Regions from separate parts of the Mus musculus genome. Here all the other regions are linked to region 4. Evidence: chromatin contacts called from public ChIA-PET, HiChIP or PLAC-seq and promoter capture Hi-C data. All regions are on one chromosome and are shown on one strand. The core of a region is the stretch at or near the end of the contact, and the rest is flanking DNA. Distances in the headings are between cores, read along the strand shown. Region 1 holds the start of C330024D21Rik (RIKEN cDNA C330024D21 gene). Region 2 overlaps Limch1 (LIM and calponin homology domains 1). Region 3 overlaps Bend4 (BEN domain containing 4). Region 4 holds the start of Tmem33 (transmembrane protein 33). Region 5 has its middle 5.7 kb from the start of Gm40315. Region 6 overlaps Limch1 (LIM and calponin homology domains 1).

What was found. Promoter capture Hi-C pulls out the DNA fragments that hold promoters and counts their contacts. ChIA-PET counts read pairs in DNA pulled down with a chosen protein or histone mark. HiChIP or PLAC-seq counts read pairs in DNA pulled down with a chosen protein or histone mark.
Region 1: a promoter capture Hi-C map of stem cell-derived epiblast-like cells shows a contact between it and region 4, with 3 times the contacts expected there. The contact joins the promoter of C330024D21Rik here to the promoter of Tmem33 in region 4. A contact is called at or near these places in 6 of 39 promoter capture datasets (the 3T3-L1 cell line, the HPC-7 cell line, embryonic stem cells and 3 more), 1 of 484 Hi-C or Micro-C datasets (the G1E-ER4 cell line), 5 of 115 datasets of contacts at active chromatin or transcription factors (the 230-238 cell line, bone marrow-derived macrophages, effector CD8 T cells and 2 more) and 1 of 9 other capture datasets (liver).
Region 2: an H3K4me3 HiChIP or PLAC-seq map of the SCID.adh cell line shows a contact between it and region 4, with 23 read pairs. The contact joins the enhancer-like site here to the promoter of Tmem33 in region 4. A contact is called at or near these places in 5 of 39 promoter capture datasets (cranial neural crest, embryonic stem cells, frontonasal cranial neural crest and 1 more) and 16 of 115 datasets of contacts at active chromatin or transcription factors (DN3 thymocytes, the SCID.adh cell line, SST interneurons and 13 more).
Region 3: an RNA polymerase II ChIA-PET map of effector CD8 T cells shows a contact between it and region 4, with 32 read pairs. The contact joins the enhancer-like site here to the promoter of Tmem33 in region 4. A contact is called at or near these places in 1 of 39 promoter capture datasets (the C10 cell line), 9 of 484 Hi-C or Micro-C datasets (the C10 cell line, CD8 T cells, Th1 cells and 5 more), 4 of 115 datasets of contacts at active chromatin or transcription factors (CD8 T cells, effector CD8 T cells and embryonic stem cells) and 1 of 9 other capture datasets (liver).
Region 5: a promoter capture Hi-C map of pre-B cells shows a contact between it and region 4. The contact joins the enhancer-like site here to the promoter of Tmem33 in region 4. A contact is called at or near these places in 3 of 39 promoter capture datasets (pre-B cells, stem cell-derived epiblast-like cells and trophoblast stem cells), 7 of 115 datasets of contacts at active chromatin or transcription factors (the 230-238 cell line, bone marrow-derived macrophages, effector CD8 T cells and 3 more) and 2 of 9 other capture datasets (adipose tissue and liver).
Region 6: an H3K4me3 HiChIP or PLAC-seq map of the SCID.adh cell line shows a contact between it and region 4, with 15 read pairs. The contact joins the enhancer-like site here to the promoter of Tmem33 in region 4. A contact is called at or near these places in 7 of 39 promoter capture datasets (cranial neural crest, embryonic stem cells, frontonasal cranial neural crest and 3 more), 1 of 15 datasets of contacts at CTCF or cohesin (the NIH/3T3 cell line), 1 of 484 Hi-C or Micro-C datasets (embryonic stem cells), 20 of 115 datasets of contacts at active chromatin or transcription factors (the SCID.adh cell line, bone marrow-derived macrophages, craniofacial prominence and 13 more) and 3 of 9 other capture datasets (adipose tissue, liver and pancreatic islet).

What each region holds. Positions count from the first base shown.
Region 1 is chr5:67,462,517-67,465,630 of GRCm38.p6, forward strand. C330024D21Rik (RIKEN cDNA C330024D21 gene) reads left to right here and starts at 1,382. Exons shown (of 8, transcript NR_110363.1): 1 at 1,382-1,502. RefSeq lists a cis regulatory region at 898-1,960.
Region 2 is chr5:67,022,959-67,026,131 of GRCm38.p6, forward strand. Limch1 (LIM and calponin homology domains 1) reads left to right here. Exons shown (of 26, transcript NM_001001980.3): 17 at 3,114-3,154. Among named protein-coding and RNA genes, the nearest start is that of Gm33040, 25 kb to the left of the region's middle. Within about 2 kb of position 1,818, at least 31 of the 459 cell types and tissues checked have an H3K27ac peak or open chromatin away from gene starts, as enhancers often do. A contact at or near this core is called in the SCID.adh cell line, where this site is marked.
Region 3 is chr5:67,394,315-67,397,476 of GRCm38.p6, forward strand. Bend4 (BEN domain containing 4) reads right to left here. Exons shown (of 5, transcript NM_001164806.1): 5 at 1-3,162. Among named protein-coding and RNA genes, the nearest start is that of Gm33345, 9.6 kb to the right of the region's middle. Within about 2 kb of position 1,282, at least 106 of the 459 cell types and tissues checked have an H3K27ac peak or open chromatin away from gene starts, as enhancers often do. A contact at or near this core is called in CD8 T cells, Th1 cells, double positive thymocytes and 3 more, where this site is marked.
Region 4 is chr5:67,258,817-67,261,820 of GRCm38.p6, forward strand. Tmem33 (transmembrane protein 33) reads left to right here and starts at 1,749. Exons shown (of 8, transcript NM_028975.4): 1 at 1,749-1,990; 2 at 2,148-2,217. The coding sequence starts at 2,173.
Region 5 is chr5:67,443,260-67,446,273 of GRCm38.p6, forward strand. No RefSeq gene overlaps it. Among named protein-coding and RNA genes, the nearest start is that of Gm40315, 5.7 kb to the right of the region's middle. Within about 2 kb of position 1,337, at least 26 of the 459 cell types and tissues checked have an H3K27ac peak or open chromatin away from gene starts, as enhancers often do. A contact at or near this core is called in embryonic stem cells, pre-B cells and trophoblast stem cells, where this site is marked.
Region 6 is chr5:67,043,758-67,046,730 of GRCm38.p6, forward strand. It overlaps Limch1 (LIM and calponin homology domains 1), which reads left to right. Exons shown (of 26, transcript NM_001001980.3): 24 at 589-697; 25 at 2,942-2,973. Among named protein-coding and RNA genes, the nearest start is that of Gm33040, 46 kb to the left of the region's middle. Within about 2 kb of position 1,399, at least 16 of the 459 cell types and tissues checked have an H3K27ac peak or open chromatin away from gene starts, as enhancers often do. A contact at or near this core is called in the SCID.adh cell line and bone marrow-derived macrophages, where this site is marked.

The DNA of each region.
Region 1 (3,114 bases), core at 132-2,631, 200 kb after region 4:
CTCCCTAGTCCTCAGTCATGCCCAGGTTGTTACTCTTCCAATCACCCGCAGCCACCAGGCTATAATTCACTTGCTCCATGAAGCCTCCCACCTCCCACCACTTCTGCCAACTTGGACCTTAGCGAAAAAAATAAACCTTTCTCTTTCTATCCCCAGCTTCCCAGCCTTCCTCCCTCCCCTCTTCTACATCATCCTGTCCCCTGTTACCTAAGCTTCACCCTTCCCTACCTGTCACCCCTCAAACACCTCCTGTTAGCCAATCTTTTTTTAGCAGTTGCTCCAATGTCTGTCTTCATTGTCAAACCTCTAAAAGGACCCTGATCTTTCCCCAACAGCAGTCATCACTTTTTTTAACATAAAGAAGAAAAGAATTTTCTTTTCTTCTTTTTAAAGATTTATTTATTTATTTTATGTATTTGAATGCTCTGTCTGTATGTACACCTGTGCCCCAAAGAGGGCATCAGGTCCCATCACAGATGGCTGTAAGCCACTAGATCCTGGAATGGAACTCAGGAGTTCTGAAAAAGCAGCCAGCGCTCTTAACCGGGGAGCCGTCTCTCCAGCCTCTAATCTTACTTTTCTACTCATGTGAATTCATTTCTCACAGCCAAAGAAACAGAACCTCTTTTGGTAACTTTAAACAGGAAAGGAATTGATCAGAAGGCTGTCCCACTAAAAGTGGGCACCACTACCACCTGGCTAAAGTTTTTAATACTTTATATTTGACATCTTAATATCTTGAGTGTTATGTGCTGAAGAATTTGGTTTTGTTTTCTAATTAACCAAGAGCTAACTTTTAAAAAGACCATTTGTTTATTTAGAGAGAGCTTGACTTATTTAGAGTGAGCATACCATGGTGCCAGTATTGATGTCAGAGAACAAGTTGTGAGAGTTGAATCTCTCCCTCCAATGTGTGGGTCCTAGGGATCGAACTAAGGTCTTCAGGCTTGATGGCAAGACCCTTACCTGCTGAGCCATCTCGTCCATCCTAGTTGACCAATTTCTGAACATTTTTTCACCTTTTGAAATAATCTTTATTTCCTCTTTTTGTGATTCTCAGCTCAAACTACATGAAAATTTCAATCAATTTGAAAAAAAGAAAAAAAAAAGAAGAAGAAGAAGAAAAAGGCTGTTCCATAACTCAGAGGGGGCAAGGGCTGGGATTCTTGCCCCATGGCAGGAGCTGAGAGCAAGGTAGCTTGAAAGACAAATGTCTTCCTTAGCCTTGACCTTTGGGGGCTGTAAGTGCTACTGTTTGCTGAAGGTTTAGAGGGCATGGCTTTCCCGGAGGAATTACGTAGCTGGGGGAGGGACTTTAAAGAGTGACACTACTAGTTTGCTCTTCACTATTTGTACTCGCGATTCCGGAATGTGACTTCTCAGCTTCCTTTTCCGGTTGCCATCCTTGCCATCCGCTGTCATGCCTCTCCACCGCCACGCTTCCCCATCATTATGGAGATGGACTTGTCCTGGAACCATAAGCCAAATAAAGCCTTCCTTCTGTAAGTTTCCTTGGGAAGCTGAGCTCAGGTGCTCCGTCAGCAGGTCTGGCGAAGCCACAGCCCCGGGGGCCGGGCCCTGCCCGCTGGCGCTCCCTCCACTCACGACCTTGCCTTGTCCCCCTGATCCTCCATTCTTTAATGTCTTTTCTGGGGCTTCTTCAGCCTCTTCCCTTGTGTTGGATGGAGCTGATGCAGAGGCCATGGAGAGGTGTTGCCTCAGCCTGTTTTCCTATAGAACCCAGAACCACCTATGCAGGGGTGACCCCACTCACAATTTGCTGGGTCCTTCTACATCAATCACCAATGAGGAAAGTGCCGTACAGGCTTGCCTACAGTTTGATCTTCTAGAGGCATTGCCTCAAAGGCTCCCCCTTCTCCAGTGACTCTAACCTGTGTACAGTTGACATAAAACTAGCCAGCCTAGTATTACATCCAGCTAGTTGTACATGCGAAGCCTTAAAACATATATGTTGGAGGCATCTCAAGGTTGGTGTTATACTAAAGCAGTGGTCCTTTATCTGTGGGTCAAGATCCTTTGGGAGTTCAATAACCTTTTCACAGGGGTCGCCTAAGACACAAATATTTACATTACATTTCATAACAGTAGCAACATTAAGGCTATAAAGTAGAAATGAAATCATTTTATGATGCAGGGGGGGATCACCACAGTAAAAGGAACTATATTAAAGTGTTGCAGATTTAGGAAGGTTGAGAAGCAGTGTACTAGAGGGTATGATACTGCCATTGGAGGTTATGAAATCATCTCATAGTATCCTCCTATTTCCACAGCGAAATGCACCATGGGGTTGAGTTCAATTAGCAGTCTTGCCCAAGCTCAGGTTTTCCTACCAAATGCGTTAGGGAAACTTGGCTTACAGAGCTCTCTGGGTTTCAGAATTAGGGATTAAGGATCATAAACCTTACCTTATGATGACGTTCTCAGGATACCTCCACACAAGTTAGGGAGTACAAGTGATGGGTACAGTTGTTTAGACATAATTGGTAAAGAGCTCTTTTAGGCAAAACACAGATAGCGTTATCAGTTGCTTCAAGGGACCTCCTGTGGGTTTTGGAGAGTTGAGCCATGATGTCAGGGTGGAGGACATTCAGCTGTGTCATTTGTCACAGCAGAGGATGTGCCCCTCTTGTCACACTAAGTCTCACTCAGGTTATATCCAGGCTTCTAGACTGAGACACCCAGACAGTGTCCTGGAAGGAATCCAGGGGCCATAGACTCCTTGGGAGATGGGAAAGCTATTATTGTATTCTCATAGCCGTTTGATGTGTCCTTTTCGAGCATCTTCTCTTTGCAAAATATTATAAATTCCATCTGCATAAGCTTTTATTGTTTATCTAATGTTTCAGACACATGGGCCATTTTTACAACCCTGAAAGGAAGGTGCAGTAAATATTGTCATCCTGGTCTGACTGCTGAGGAAGCAAAGTGTTATGGAGGTTAAGAGTCACTTTAAGGCACAGAAGCAGTTGATAAGAGACAAAAAGCCAGTTCTCTCTTCTGTGGCGTGCATGTTAGAGGTCTGTGCTTTGCGAAAACAAGAGAGGAATGCATGCTTTAAACCCATAACAGTAATCTGTTTTGCAGATTATAGCC
Region 2 (3,173 bases), core at 568-3,067, 240 kb before region 4:
CAGGACCAGGAGGTTCCATGTGCTGCTATGTTAACTTTTCCCCCAGTGTCTTTTGTTAGCATCTGTCGGAGGGCATGGCACGGAGCCCATTGTTTTTAAAGAGTGGGCAGCTACTTAGGGTCACCATGAATACCATCTGAGCTGATCTCTGTTAACTTTTGTTGATCATTTTTGGGTACCCATGTGCAAAACAAGGAACGTTTAGTAAGAAACTAAATGGTACACACAGTAATTGTCATTAGTCCCTTACTGTTGAAGCAAATTTCATACTGCCTCCAAAGCATTGGCCCGGAGTTTTCAGGCTGACAGTCCTGAAAACGATGAGTGCAAATAAGATCTCACAACTGTGTCAACCGCTTAGCCATGTTTAGACATTGTCATTACATTCTGTTTCTAGCACTTTATGACTATGTAAATAAGAGATATTGTTAGGATAGATATGTAAGCCACATCAACTAGTCTTGATACTTCATATATTTATATATCCCACAAGACATTCTGGTTTTGAGAAATTGCTATTAAATTGAAGAAATTTACCTCATGTTTTATCTGGGTTGAATAATTTAAAAAATAAAATATCCTAATACTGGAGTCTTAAAGGTAGTTCTTCAAGGGAAAACTGGATTTGGCAGGCACTTGTGCTGTTATGATGTGTGGTTCATGAACACTGGGATTTTAAGTGTGAGCACTGGAGACAGAACACCTTCAGGTTCTTGGCTCATCAAGTTCTTAGCTACATAGTCTTCCCTCCCAGTTTTCCCCAAGATCTATCTGCCTGTCACATACAAATAACTGCACTCTAGTTTTTAAGAGAATCGGATTTAGTTATTGAAGAATAATGGAAGAATAATGGCATTAAGGGAGGGAGTATAGAGCCGAGTGCTAGGCATGAATAATAAACTCTTCTTAAGTGTTTTCCTTTAAATAAAGAGAAGAGAAGAGAAGAGAAGAGAAGAGAAGAGAAGAGAAGAGAAGAGAAGAGAAGAGAAGAGAAGAGAGAAGGAAGGAAAGAGAGAGAGAGAGGGAGGGACGGAGGGAGGGAGGGAGGGAGGGAGGGAGGGAGGAGGGAGGGAGGGAGGGAGGGAGGGAGCGAGCGAGCAAGCAAGCAAGCAAGCAAGCAAGCAAGCAAGCAAGCAAGCATTGACAAGACAGTGACAGGGTTTGAAGTAGACTGTGCCTAAGCCCTCAGGACTGGCACCCGGCCCTCAGGGTCTGGTCCTTTAGACCTGACCAGAGGCCCAATCTGTACTTCCTGCGAGTTCACGTGTCTAGCGATGCTGTTATAGCCGCCCAGAAATCCCGACCTGTGAGCCACTGACTTGAACTATTTATTTGAACGGTGTCTCAAGACATTGCACATGGACATGAAACGGACCGTCGTGCTTATTTAGACTCCACGAAGTGCCTGTCTTTCTGGAAGCCAGAGACCTCCAATAAACGTAGCCTCTGAAGGCATGCTTGTCATCAGCTGGAGTGTGGTGAAAGAAGTCATGGGTTATGGCCCAGATACAAGAAGTCATTTAAGTGACTAGCATGAATTCCAGCCTCCAGTCCAAAGGAACCAGAAGCCCTGGAACCGCACCTCGTAAATTCTCTCTCCCCCAGAAGTTGGTGTCTCCCCAATTTCTTTAAAGCCATCTATTTATAGATGCTCACACAGGTCACTGCTGATCTGCCTGTCAACCTGAAAAAGGGTTCCACGGGTCCCCCGAAGCATACACGTGTGCATCAATACAGTCATTCAGCACTCTGGAACCACTCATAAACTACAGCTAAAGCTGACAGAGTTCCTTTGTCCAAGTTGTTTCTGTAAAACACGGGCTTTAGACTGCTGTGTTCATTGCTCCGGGGATGGAAGTAGCAGAGCCTCACTGCGTAGGGAGCAAATGCTTGCCAGAAATTCTGTGCGCTTGGCACCTCCAGCAGACGTGTGCTGTCTGGATGTTTGAAAGGAAGCAAGCCACACACTTCCTCCTTTCATCAGTGTGGTGTGAAGAATGCCACAAACCCACTACACATCTCTACAGCCTTTTTGATTTTCCTAGAGTTGCTTCTGCATAGCCTGTTACTATGACATCTTGACCTTTAACTCTTAAAAAAAAAAAAATCCCCACTGAGTACAGGTGTAAAAGCTTTCAGGAACTCAGACTGGCCAGTTCCACTGCCCACTGTCCACGTCGTCAGGTTTTGTGTGTATTGTGGTAAGATGTTTTACATGTTAGGTTCAGAGACGGTCAGTCCCTGAGTCGACCCCAACTGACCCACCTTGACATGTGGAATGTGTTCTGCTCAGTTCTCACCCAGTTTCATGGATTTCTGTTTGTTCTATTTTGCCATCTGATCTAGAGCTGCCTGGCAGTGCCCCGCTGAGAGTTCAGAACTCTTGGCGACGGTCCCAGTTTTTCTCCCAGTCAGGTAAACAACATACCAGGTCACTGGCCTTTTCTTTATGTAAAAAATCCATGTTGGGTCAACCAATGTCGTTTGGCACTTGTCTTCCTTTCTGATTTTAGATCTTTTTCTTTTTTTTAAAGAGAGATGCTTGTTTGTGACACACAGTTAGCAATGAGCTTGTTCCTTGACACCAGCACGTGTTGTACTAAAACCGGGAGGAATTCCACGGAACTTTATATTGATTTTAAGATGCCAGAGGAATACCACCATCGGTATCCACCTGGCTCTCCCTCCCCCCCCCCCCCCCCCCCGCGCCTTTAAAACGATGATCAGAAGCCACAAGGTTCTCTTGTTAACTGTGTTACAAGAACTCTGTCCTTCCTGGATGCCGTCTGGCCTCTCGGTGTGGGGCTTCTTCTCCATGAGAGACAGTGGAGGGACTGCTCCCTTTGCCAGAGTGCAAGCTGTACTAAGAGCCAGCACTCATAGCTGCAGTCAAAGCTTCCTAGAGTCTAGTACCTAGCGCTTCCTGATGTCTTCCGCTCTTCTTCCTTTTGGTGATGGGCACAACCTTCCGCAGGCCTCTGCTTCATGGTGGTTTTCTAATACTGCCAAAGTTAACTTAACGTAGGAACTGCACTCAACTGAGAGGATCACGAGACCAGTACAGCCGAAAGCTATCACACTGACGCCTCTTTTCTTTCTTTTATTCTGCATAGCGGATTCTCCAAGCAGTGAAAAGTCCCCTGGGAGCACACCCGTGAGTATTCCCTCTTAAA
Region 3 (3,162 bases), core at 32-2,531, 140 kb after region 4:
ATACACTTCAAATTCTAAGTCACCAAAAATGACCTTCAAACTACAAAAAAAAAAAAAAAAAAAAAAAAAGTCAACTGATCTATAGAGAAACTAAGGAGGTAGCCAGTGGGTATCAGGGCTAGTCTAGAGCACATACATGGTTGACTCCCTGTACCGCAAAACACAGAACTCAAATGAGGGTCATGTTTGCGTTCTGGACATAATTCACACCTTCCCAGGAGTTTTGTCCACTTTCTCAGTTGCAGAAGAGGCACAAGTCATTAAATGGCAGGGATACGCAGAAACCACACACCTGCAGATTCCTAAGTTTAGGAGTTATTGTTTAGATTTTGTGTTGACAGCAAATCATTCAAGAATCATTACTGGACTGAGAGAAAACCACAATCCAATTGTGCCAGTGCCGACCACCTGATGCCATGCATCCAGCTGCACCAAGTAAGACTGCAGTAACCTGTCTCCTTGTCATCCTGACGAAGGCATGGCCTCGGTGCAGATCACTGAAGGGTAAGGGGCAGTCTACAGGAACAGCCCACTAGCGACTGGCAGAGGCACGCGCTTCCCTCACCACCTGACCAAGAGATCAGCATGCTTTTACTCCTCCACTCTCTACCATAGGGAAGCCTTAGGAAACACATGGTGACAGTCCCCTAAATGCTGTGACCGACGAGGAACAGGGCTAAGGACTTGTAGAAACAGCTACACTTTTCTTGATACCACGAGAGGCTCAACACCCACAAATGGGCTGATGAGAAATGGGGCCTTATCAAATGTAAAACTCTGCTCCCCTCCACAGGTCCCTGGTCTCAGTCCCCTGACAGCTCATTCCAGGGCCATCATTCTCTTGGCAAGATCTGTGCCTGAGGTTAAACACTTGTGAGAAGCAGGCATTTTAATTTCGAAAATGAAGGATACACCAGGAAAGCACCACTGTGAACTATCGAGCCTTGGACACTGGGACTCCGGACCTACCCAATCACTGACGAAAACGCCACATTCAGTTACACCAGCCCGGCAACCACATTTTCCTCACCAATGACAGGGCACAGCTGCATCCTGAGATATTTTTAACTCAAGTCTACTTCCAACCAACGCTGAACGGCTCAGGGTAATTCTAAAAGTTGACAGAGGACTAGGTTTTGCATCACGAAAACAATGTGTCTGACTGCCAGAATGACGTGGAAAAGCAAACCAAGTCAATTTGACAACATCTTCAGACCTCTAGACAACAAACTCAAGGCATGTGGGGAAATCAGGGTAGTCAGCTTTAACAGGGAGTTCTGCCAGAAGCGGCACCTTTTGCAGGCTGACTTAATAGTCAGGGGACCACACAGGAAACCACTATGACTTGAGTAGCACCCCAGCCTTAAATGGATGCCCACACAGGGAAAGAGCCAGCAGAAGGCTGAAACAATCCTAAGTGTTTGACTGCTGGTATCAGGTGGTAAACTAAGCTGAAGAAAACAGCAATCACATAAGCAGGCAGAAAAAAGGGACACTTGACTAGGCTAATTCTAGGCCCTCATGTAATTACATGTGAGAACTGCTACGGCGGAGGTCAGCATTGTAGTCCTTAGTTTCCACATATGCACAACAGCTAGGTTCCCGACACTGGAGATTTCCTAGGCCAGACTTCCCAGACCTTGGATCACACACAAGAAACACCCCTTTCAACATCATATTGAACGAATGCTCCAGATGTAATTGACAACAGCTCATCAGTAGTCCACTGCACTTCTTATTATTATCATCCAGACCTTGCAATACAGTACAGGAAGCAGCGGGTGCCCTCTGCACATCTGAAGCAAGTGGCAAGAACCCTTGGTGTAGGTGTACCCACAAATGATTTAGATACCCCCTTCCTTAAAGCTACATTTGATAGTGAAGGTGATACAGGCTCTTAGTCAACTAAAGCTAATGTCCGCCTATGCAGAGATGACAATTAGAAGCTGCATTGACAAAGGCTTGTCCCAGGGCATGATGCTACCCAGAGTTGGTGTTGAGATCAGAGCCTTTAAAGAGGTGGAGGAGGAACTCAGGCCTCTCCATGGGGACTGTCTGATTCCTTATGCTAAGGCTCTAAGGCCCTGAGGCTAGCTCCTGCTAACTTCCCAAACTTAATGTAAAAGTTGCAAACTCGTGGAAGAGAAAACTCGATGGATCATTTAAAGACTACAAGACAACCAAGGGAAGCTTGTCCAAGCTTACTGACTAAATAAACCACCAAAGAGAGGAACGGGACTCAGCAGAGCAGATAAACAGCAGTATGAGAAGTCTTCGGTGCTACAGATGAGGATTTTAACAAGATGATAGTGAGTGCCCCAGACCAGCAAGAAGCTATCAACATTAATGCTATCCTGGATGTTATCCGGAGACAGTTTTTATAGTTAGGAAAAAACAAACAAACAAACAAACAACCCTTTCTCTTGGACAGCCAAAGACACTGGTCTTGGGTCCACTGTAAATGACAGCTCATTTACCCATTTAATTTCTTTTACTTCTAAACTGTTCAGCTGATTTGTTCAATATTTGCTAAATATTGAATCTAAAGGATGCGTGATTATTCTGACAAAACTGGCCTCCCCAAAAGTCCTTTCTAAACGGATACTCACAGTCTGAATTTCTACCCCATTTTCAAAGCTCTTTGCTGTGTTTGTAGATGACACTCATAATTTTCACAAACGCTGCCCATTTAGCTTTTGGTTCCACAAAGAACATAGTAATCTTGATTTGTTTAATAAAGCCAGTGTTCTCCGCAGGTCCAAAGCGTAATCTCCATCAGTAACAATTATAGCACCTCTGTAGCCTTTACTAGGAAGTGGTTCCCAGGGCATCACTAACCTCACATACGGATTCCACAAATTAAGCAGGGAAGCAGAAGGGTAACTCAGAGCTTAGACCGAGGAGGATGTGCACAGCTGGATGGGGCGTTTTCATCCATGACAATGGGAAACAGAAGTTTTATATATGCTAAACCTTCACTCAGCCCAGCAAAGGCCTCAAATTTCAGAGAAATCACCCACCAGCCATTGCATAGTTGTCAGAACGGCCTTGACGCTCCACGTCTACAATACCAGACCCCTGATCAACAGCAGATGCCGTCGTTCATGCCCTGCGTTTGATCTTACTCAACAGCCAGCTTGTGGGAGTTCTCGCTGAACCCAC
Region 4 (3,004 bases), core at 499-2,998:
TTCATCTGAAGCTTGAGGATGGACTTAGAAACAGACTCCATTTGCCTTCCAGATTTCTATATTTTAGAAGAGATAGGAACACAAGGAGAAAATCTAGCTATTATGGAGAGTGGGAAGACTGAAGGTCTAACTTTAGTATAAATCAGATGCATTGTTATCTACTTACGTATAGTTACTTATAGTCAGAAAATTCGGGAATACAGAAGAGGCAGAAGGAAATCAAATTCTGCTACTAAGAGTAAAAAGATCACTGATCTAGTCAGCAACACTAAGTCTTAGAATGAAACTCATCTTGCTGATAAAATGATTTAGAATTTCCAGGCATCTAGAACTGTGAGGAAAAAGAAGTTGCGTTGTTTAAACTACTCAGTCTGTTGTATTTGACACCCCAGGTAAACCAAGATACACATGTGTGCATGTACACACACACACACATACACACACACACAAACACACACACTACCCATACATGGTGGGAGAGCCAGATTAAACAAATAATCAAAAAGAAATATTAGACAATGATAAATATTCTAAAATAGGGGACAAATTATACTCCAGCAATGCAGAGAAGATAATGTGTTAGCTGAGCTTGGGTGATAGGGAATCTAGACTGGAGATTGTGGGGACCTGAATGTGGACATTGGCCTTAGAAGAAAAGTTTACAACATTCTACCGAGCATCCTTTGACTCCTAGACAGCAGCTGACTGGCGCCTAGGCTGCCATGAATCATAAAGGCAATTGTACTTCTGAGAGAGTAGGAGCTTAGAGATACTCGGTTCCTAAGTTGGAGTATAGATCTGTAGTCAGCTTCCTGTCCTCCACCTCTCTCTTCTGTTCTTCTTTTTCATTTTTCTCTATGCCTCTTCTCCGGGTCTCTGCAGACGACACCCCCACCCCTGCATACCTTTTATCTAGCCAGACATGAAATTATGGAAGCCACATTCAAGTCTTCTTTCCTGTTCTTTTCTCCCACACCATCACACAATTCAGGATTTCATTGCTCTCCCTAGTTGTGTGCAATGGCCTCCCTATGATCTTTCTAATATAGATGATGTCACACTTCTGCTTAAAGTTGTAGCTTGGCTCCCTAGATTGCAGAGTTAAGTTCAGAAGTTTTGGCATACATGCAGGCAGAACACTGTATACATAATAAGTCTTTAAAAATATTTTTAATTAAAATATAACTTCATCATTTCTCCCCTTTCCTTCCAACCCCTCCCGTGCCCTCATGTAATGTTTTTCTTGCCACACACCCTGCCTCTCAGCAGTTCAAATCTTTCACCCCCCCCCAGACCCATTCATTCAGTTCACACCGAACTGTCCTGATTCATTCTGTTACTTTACCTGCTCTGTTCTCTTATTTGGAACCTCCTTCCCTTTTCATATACAATTTTTCCTTTCCCTTCAAGATTTATGGCCAGAATTACTTTTCCAGAAACCCCTGATTAACTCAGCTTGTGGTCGTTTTTGCTCTATTGTCTCTGAGAAGGTCAGTGTTATGTTCTTTTTTTTTTTTTTTCCTCCAAGCGTCTGTCACATAGCCGGTTTCACTAGTGCTTGAAATAAGAAAACTAAATCACAGGGTTTGGTGAATCGCTATCTGGAGAGATCATAGATATTTCTGAAGCTTCTGTATATGGAAGTAGAGAGATTTTTGAGGTTCGGAAGCCAGCGAGGAAAATCGCCTGAGTGCCGGTTAAGACGAAAGTTGCCTCGGTGGTTTTACTTAACATTTCCGTGCCAATTGGCTCGTAGGGAAGGTGGAACCAAAACAAGGAGAAAAACTGCATTTCCCGTCATGCCTCCGGAAACCACGCCCGGTGACTCTCAACGTCCCGCCTGACTCACGTGGAAACGAAAGGATCACTTCCGGTTTTGCAACCCCGGGAACCGGCGGCGTCGATCGGCCCTTTAAGGCCTTTCTCCGAAGCTCCGCCTTCGCTTGGGTCTTTCTAGAAAGGCAGCTTCGGTCTGGACCGAGCGGGGCAGGTATTACCGGGCCGCCATAGGGGGACTTCTGCGGCTGTGTGCTGCACGCGTCCGGGAGGGCCCGTTCCTCCGGGGGTTTGGGGTTCCTGCCGGCTCTGAAAGCAGGTCGGAGGGTCGTCGCCCCGCACTGACGTTTTGCTCTTCTTTGCTGTTGCAGCGTCCCGGGCTCCCGAGTGTCTCCCATGGCGGATACGACCCCGAACGGCCCCCAAGGGGCGGGCGCTGTGGTAAGTGAGCGGCCTGGTCGCCCGGCTCCATCAGCCGGAGTTGGCGAGGAGCAGGAAGTGTTTGAGAGGGCTAGAGGGTTCTAGAAGCCGCTGCCTGCCGGACTGGGGTTAGGGAGGAGCCGAGTGGCGGCCAGAGGAGCTCCAAGTTTGTTTCAAAGGCGACAACAGGCAGTTCTGGAGCAGGCGGCTGTCACCTGTCAGCTAGGGATGTTGGCCTCCTTGCCCCTTCCCACACCGCGGTCTCCGATCGTCTTCGGCCCCCAAGGTGGAAAATACCATCTATTCAACCCACATGCCTCGTGGTGCGCGTCGTAGTATTGCCCTTTGTACCTACTTCAAGCCTTTTAAGAAATTTTGCAAAGGGGAGAGAGTGGTGTGTTTCTTTGATTAGTCGTTTACAAAGAGGAGGACTGCCCGTTTGTAAACTTTATAATTAAAAATGTTGATCTACAGGTCGACTCGAGGTAGTTTTTGTGTTTTTGCCCTTAAATTGAAGTTTTGATTTTTTTTTTTTTAAAAAGCTTTTTACAACACCCCTGTACTGTGTACACGCACTTAACTTTGCTGACCCATTTGGAGATTTTTGATAACCCAAAAATACTTAAGTATTATTTTCCACTTCATTACATTTGGGGAATTGAACATGGATGCATTTTAATCTACTTTGTAGTTCACGTGCAGATTTCCTTAACTGTCCATTGTCCCTTCCCCTCTTTGGGAAGCAGCCATTGTGTTTATTTGTTCTGCCTCTTTACTCCCAGTCAGTCCATGGAAATCCCTCTATTAT
Region 5 (3,014 bases), core at 87-2,586, 180 kb after region 4:
CTCCCCTGCTCTTGATTGACAGATTCAGATGGAGTCCTAGGTGTGTATCATAGGGTTTCTGACAGTCAACGTGTGCTGCTGGCCCTTCCACAAGCCACACAAAGTGCATAAACTCTGAAGTGGGTCCCTGGATGTAGATTCTCATTCCACCCCTGTGTGTGAGATCCTATAAGCCTAGATGGGCTAGGCATGGTACTGTGTCCACTTTTCTCATGGAACCAGAATGAGCCTCCAGATTCCTATGGGTGGAGCAGCCCATGAACGCCTGCTGCTCCGACCCTCTGCCCAAGGGGTAGCACAGGGAGAGTGGGTGAGGCCACCCAGGGTCCACCCCAGTCTTGCTTTGCCTCTCTGCCAGTGTCTTGGTAAATGAATGATGTCCTCCCTACACTGAGACTTCCGAATCTCTTCTTTTGTCCCTGTCTAGCTCCCAAGGTTTTGCTATTCTGGATTTCAGAAAATAGTTCAGTTGCCAAAATTGGTTGAATGAGCTACTTTTAAAATTAGTTAAGTGGTAAAAAAAAAAAAAAAAAAAAAAAAAAGTACTGCTTTGCAGGGTAGTTTCAACAAGTCTCCTTCACGGAAGTGTCCTGGAGGATAATGTTTTAACAAGAGATGATGACTTACAAAATTAACCTCAGGAGAACTCCTCTGCCGTCCCTTCCCAGGAAAACACATACATCGCCTAAGTCTCCCTCCCTAAACTGGAGGAACAAGAGAAATGAGGGCTGGATCGCTAGCAGGTAATCTCACATCAAGGTGTCCAAAAGATGGAGACACCCTCATGTCCACCAAGAAGTCCCTTTTGGGATGTTGGTTTAGTCCTATCTGGATGGCCTGGGGCTTTAGCCTTAGCTCTTTAATTTAAGATCGGTTCAGTAGCTCATGTTTATGGATAAATGAGTAAAACAGGAAAGATCAAAAGCAAAAAATAAAATTGCTATGGAATTCAATATTTCAGAAGGCTGAGCCCTGTAAACGGTAGTGAAGTGTGGTGTTCAGAACGAGAGCCCCCCTCTTATGATAATTCGCCTAACAAGGAAATGAGATTGACACAGCGCTTCTGTTTCTCTGTCCCCCGAGGTTAGAGATTATGCGGCGCATGTTGCTGTTTTTAGCTTCTTTGGTAATTCCTATGGTGAGAGACGACACTCTGCATATTTGTCGCATATTTGTCAAGTTGCTCTTCTGTCAGGTGCCAGGGTCTATGAGGTAGCAAGAAAATGCAGGTCTCCCCTGAGTTATGAACTCCCTCCCCACCCCCACCCCCCACTCCACACCGTAGCTGCCCAGTGCCCCTTTCCCAGGGCTTACGTCTTTATTTACGTTCTGTTGCCAGGGAATTCCATGAGTCTGTACAGCAACCATTGGTGGTACTTGGTGACAAGTGAACCCAGCTGTATTCTCAGGGTTTCCCAGAGGAAGAAGACAGGAATCCATAGGCCGAGAGATAGGTAGGCAGATTTGACACGGTTTTATTGGCAGTTTATGATGGAACAACAGAGGGCTTAGCGTGTTTTGTTAAGGAAATTAGAAGATAAATTCTGGTCCCCAAAGCCTGCGCTGTGCTCAAACCAGTCCACTTAGGGTTTGAGTCACGTGATTACTTGTTATAGATTCCCAAACCCATGGCAGCTTGCAAGCCTGACCAGTGGCCAGGGGTGGGGGTGGGGTGGGGAGTGGGGGTGGGGGTGGGGTGGGGCTGGTCCCAAGTGTATTCAGGAGCAGGAAGCAGCCTCACAGGGACTTTCTGAAAAGTGAGCTGTTTCTCTTAGAAAGCTCTCTACAGTGTTACACATTCCTGCCTTCCAAAGAAAACTTGAGTAGTCCAAGTTCATCATGGACAGGTAAAAAAGAAGAATACAATTAACAACAAAAGTGTTACCCATAATACCACTATCCACGGATGGTGACCATCAACACTTGGACTTCCATACATCCTTGCTGCTTTTTTTTTTAAAGTTCATGTGTCTACATGCTTAGCAAATATGAAATTCTACCATACAGCCTGTCTAAAGTCCCTCCCCCTTCCTTTTTTCTTTTCTTTTCTTTTCTTTTCTTTTCTTTTCTTTTTTTCTTTTCTTTTCTTTTCTGGTCCTCCTCCCCCTTCCCCTCTCCTTCCCCTTCTCCCTTCCTTCCCTCCCCTCCCCTCCCCTCCCCTCCCCCTCCCCTCCCCTCCCCCTCCCCTCCTTCTCCCCTCCCCCTCCCCTTCCCTCCTTCCCTCCCCTCCCCTCCCCTTCCCTTCCCTCCCTTCCCCCTCCCCTCCCCTCCCCTTTCCCTCCCTCCCCTTCCCTTCCCCTTCCCCTTCCCTCCCCTCCCCTCCCTTCCCCTTCCCTTTCCTTTTTTTTCTTTTTTTCTTTTTTCTTTTTTCTTCCTTCCTTCCTTCCTTCCTTCCTTCCTTCCTTCCTTCCTTCCTTCCTTCCTTCCTTTCTAAAAAAGCGGTAGTGGGCTGCTTAGAGGTAGGACAGGGAGCTAGCCTTTTTGAGTGATGATGCTGTATGGAGCAGTTTATTTACATAGCCTTGCTTCATCAGGACGCCAGCAGCAGCTCTCCCAGCCTGTCTCCCATGCTCCCTCCCACCCTCTTCATCTATGAAAATGTTTTCCTTGTGTCTTCTTTATCTCCTCTGGCAGACACTTCCCACGTTTTTAGTTTATAACGCCATGGAGTTTTATCTGGACTTTTGGTTTTGTTTTGTTGTTGTTGTTTTTAAGAGAAGCCTTGTTTTATAGCTCAGGCTGACCTTGCCTATGCCCTGCCAGGCAGGATGTGCTCTAGTCTGGGGAAGTGGTATCTGCTGCTTTCTTTCCTGAGGATTCAGTCTTAGGAGTCATTAGCCTTTCTCCCATCCTCTCCTTTATTTCTTCTCCTTTCATGTTCGCACTGTGTCCTCCAACATTTTTAACTGGACTCTAACTGAATCTGTAGTTCTTAAGATCCATGTACAACCTGATATTGGGAAAGGACACCTCATTTCAACCATGCTGTCTTGGCCATCTCTGTAGTGTATTTA
Region 6 (2,973 bases), core at 149-2,648, 220 kb before region 4:
TGGGATTAAAGGTGTGGTGGAACACACCTTTAATCTGGGCTACACCTTTTGCTGGAGACAATATAAGGACATTGGAAGAAGGGAGTCTAGCTCGAGCCCTTGCTCCTTCGCCTGCTTGCTGCGTGAGACTGAGTAACTGCTAGATCCTTGGACTTCCATTCACAGCTGCGACTGAACAATTGTTGGGAATTGGGCTGCCGACTGTAAGTCATCAATAAATTCCTTTACTATCTAGAGACTATCCATAAGTTCTGTGACTCTAGAGAACCCTGACTAATACACTTGGTAAAGCTAAATCTTCGTGTCATTAGGACTTCCTTAAACATGAGACACGTCGTATGTTGAGTCATCTCAGCATGCCCCAGACACAGCAGATTCAGCACCACGTGATGACCTGTCACCTTCAGCTTGCTGGCAGTGTATGGCTCTGCTTAATTCTGTATCCACTGTCAGTTCGATGGTTCTCATTTTATTAATGGTTTATTTAAAAATCCATGTTGCCATTTTTGCATGCGGCTGCCTGTGGCGCGAGCCAAGGCTCTCATTTCTCATTGTACTCACTGTGCCTCCCCCCGCCCCCCGCCCCAGGTCTATAAGCGGGAAGAAACTGTGCTCCTCCTGCGGGCTCACTTTGGGTAAAGGTGCTGCGATGATCATCGAGACCCTGAATCTCTACTTTCACATTCAGTGTTTCAGGGTATGTACACAGTGCTCTCTGCTCTAAGCTGATGTCAGGATTCCGGTCTTGTCCTGCGCAGAGAAATCTCTCCTGTAACCTTACATCCTCTCCCCTCGCATAGTAGACAGATGTGTAGGTCAAGTCCAGCTTTAAAGATGCAGCTCTCTGACCCTGAGTCCCTCTGGGAGGAAAAAAAAATCCTCCTAGAAGAAGAAAACCACATCTGTGCAGTTTGTCTTTCCAGATACTTTCTGTTGCTAAAAGCAGACATTGTAACAAGAAGTTGCAACTGGATGCTGGAAGACAATGGGGCTTCTGAGCCTTGTAGGCCTTAAGGCTTTATCTAAAGCATCTTTGTTGTTCTTGCAGTCGTATGATTTTTATGTGATGGGGTTTCAGACATTGCCCTAATAGAATATATTCCACCCAGTAAGTGGCCATGGCTAGCTGTCAGATTTCAGTTCTCACACTGAGCCTGTCTGAGACCTTGGAATGATGGCTCCATCTGAGAAGCCCAGGGCTCATCTGCCCTGTATTAAGTCTGTTGGCTCGCCCCTGTTGTTCCTTGGTGTGTTTTGTTTTGTTTGAAAAAAGGTCTCACCATGTAGCCCAGGCTGGCCTCAATCCCCTTGAAGTCCTTCTGCCTTAGTCTCCTGGTGCTGAGGTCACTACCGTGTGCCAACATGCCAGCTCTCCTGCTATAGGCAGGCTGTTACACTTGGTTTACTGTCAGGTGAATGAATCATAAATCCGTATATCCCAGCCTCTCTTCCTACTCATGAGCACCTTTCAAGTGAATATCATTGATTTTTGAAGCCAAACTGTCTATTTCTGGATCTGGGTCATCATTTTCTCTGCATGATGCAGATACATTTTTTTAATTAGAATTTCTATTCTCTTTCTCATTGGTAGCTCCCTTGGCTATGACATCAACTTGTATGAGATTGAAATAACTCACTCTGTCCCTAATCTAAGCAACAGTCAATGAAATTCACAAATCAGACAAAACAGAGTGAAATACAGTTTCTACCATTTGCCAAATGTATTCCTGTGGCCCAGCTAGTCTTTTTTTAAAATGTATTTATTTACATTCCAGATGTTGTCTCCCCTCTTCCCAGACCCCTCCAAGAGTTCTTCACACCATCCCCACTCCCTTTTGCCTCCAAGAGGGTGCTTCCTCACTCACCTCCATCACCCACCGACCCTCCCCATCTCACCCCCCAACTTCCCCCTTCCCTGGAGCATCAAGTCTCTACAGAATCAGACACATCCTCTCTCACTGAGACCAGACAAGGCAGTCCTCTGCTACCTATGTGCCAGGGGCCATGGACCAGCCCATGTATGATCTTTGACTGGTGGCTCAGTCTCTGGGAGCTAGTCTCAGAGCATGACTTAGAGGCTGGTCTGGTCCCTCTGGAAGGGGCTGGCACCTAGCTGAATGCCACCTCTCCCCTAGTACCACCTTCTCTGTGGCAAATGCCTCCCTCCTACATTTCCCTTCTGCTCTCAAACCACTCGGCTAATAAGGGTTCCACCCCCAGGGAATTTGTTACCCTTGGCAGCGGCAGTGCACCTCTAAAGTGGGACAGCACTGTGGCATGCGTTCCGTAGCAATTCTCAGGTGGAGTGGCCTGGAGAGCCTTAAGAGACCATTGGCAGTCAAGTTAGTGTCTCTCAGTCTGTGTCCTCTGTAAAATACAAGGAGTTAAGATAAAATGCTCAAAACATATTTTTCCTGTTACCATGAATTTGGCTTATGGCACTATAGCTAACCCACAGTAGATGCTCAGTGAACACGGAGATTGTAGGTGTACCCCTGTTTGGCTCACATGAGCAGTCTTAGTTACTGCTCTGTTGCTATGAAGAGACACTATGACCAAGGCAACTCTTAAACAAGGAAAAGCATTTGATTTGGAGCTCACAGTCCTAGGAGGGTGTAGAGTCCATGATCATCATGGCAGGAAGCAGACAGGCATGGGAATGGAGCATTAGCTGAGTACTGTATATCCTGAACCACGGGCAGAGCAAAGCTCTGGGCCTGCTGTGGGCTTCTGAAACCTCAAAGCCCACACCCATCGACACACCTCCTCCAACAAGGCCACACCTCCTAATTGTTCCCAGACAGTTCCACACCCGGGGACTGAACATGCAAACCAACGAGCCTAAAGGGCCACTCTCACTGAAACCACCACAAGCAGTCACCAGCACGCTGTACACATACTACGCCACTCATCTTCTAACTCCTGTGCCTTCTCTCCCTAGTGCGGCATCTGTAAAGGACAGCTCGGAGATGC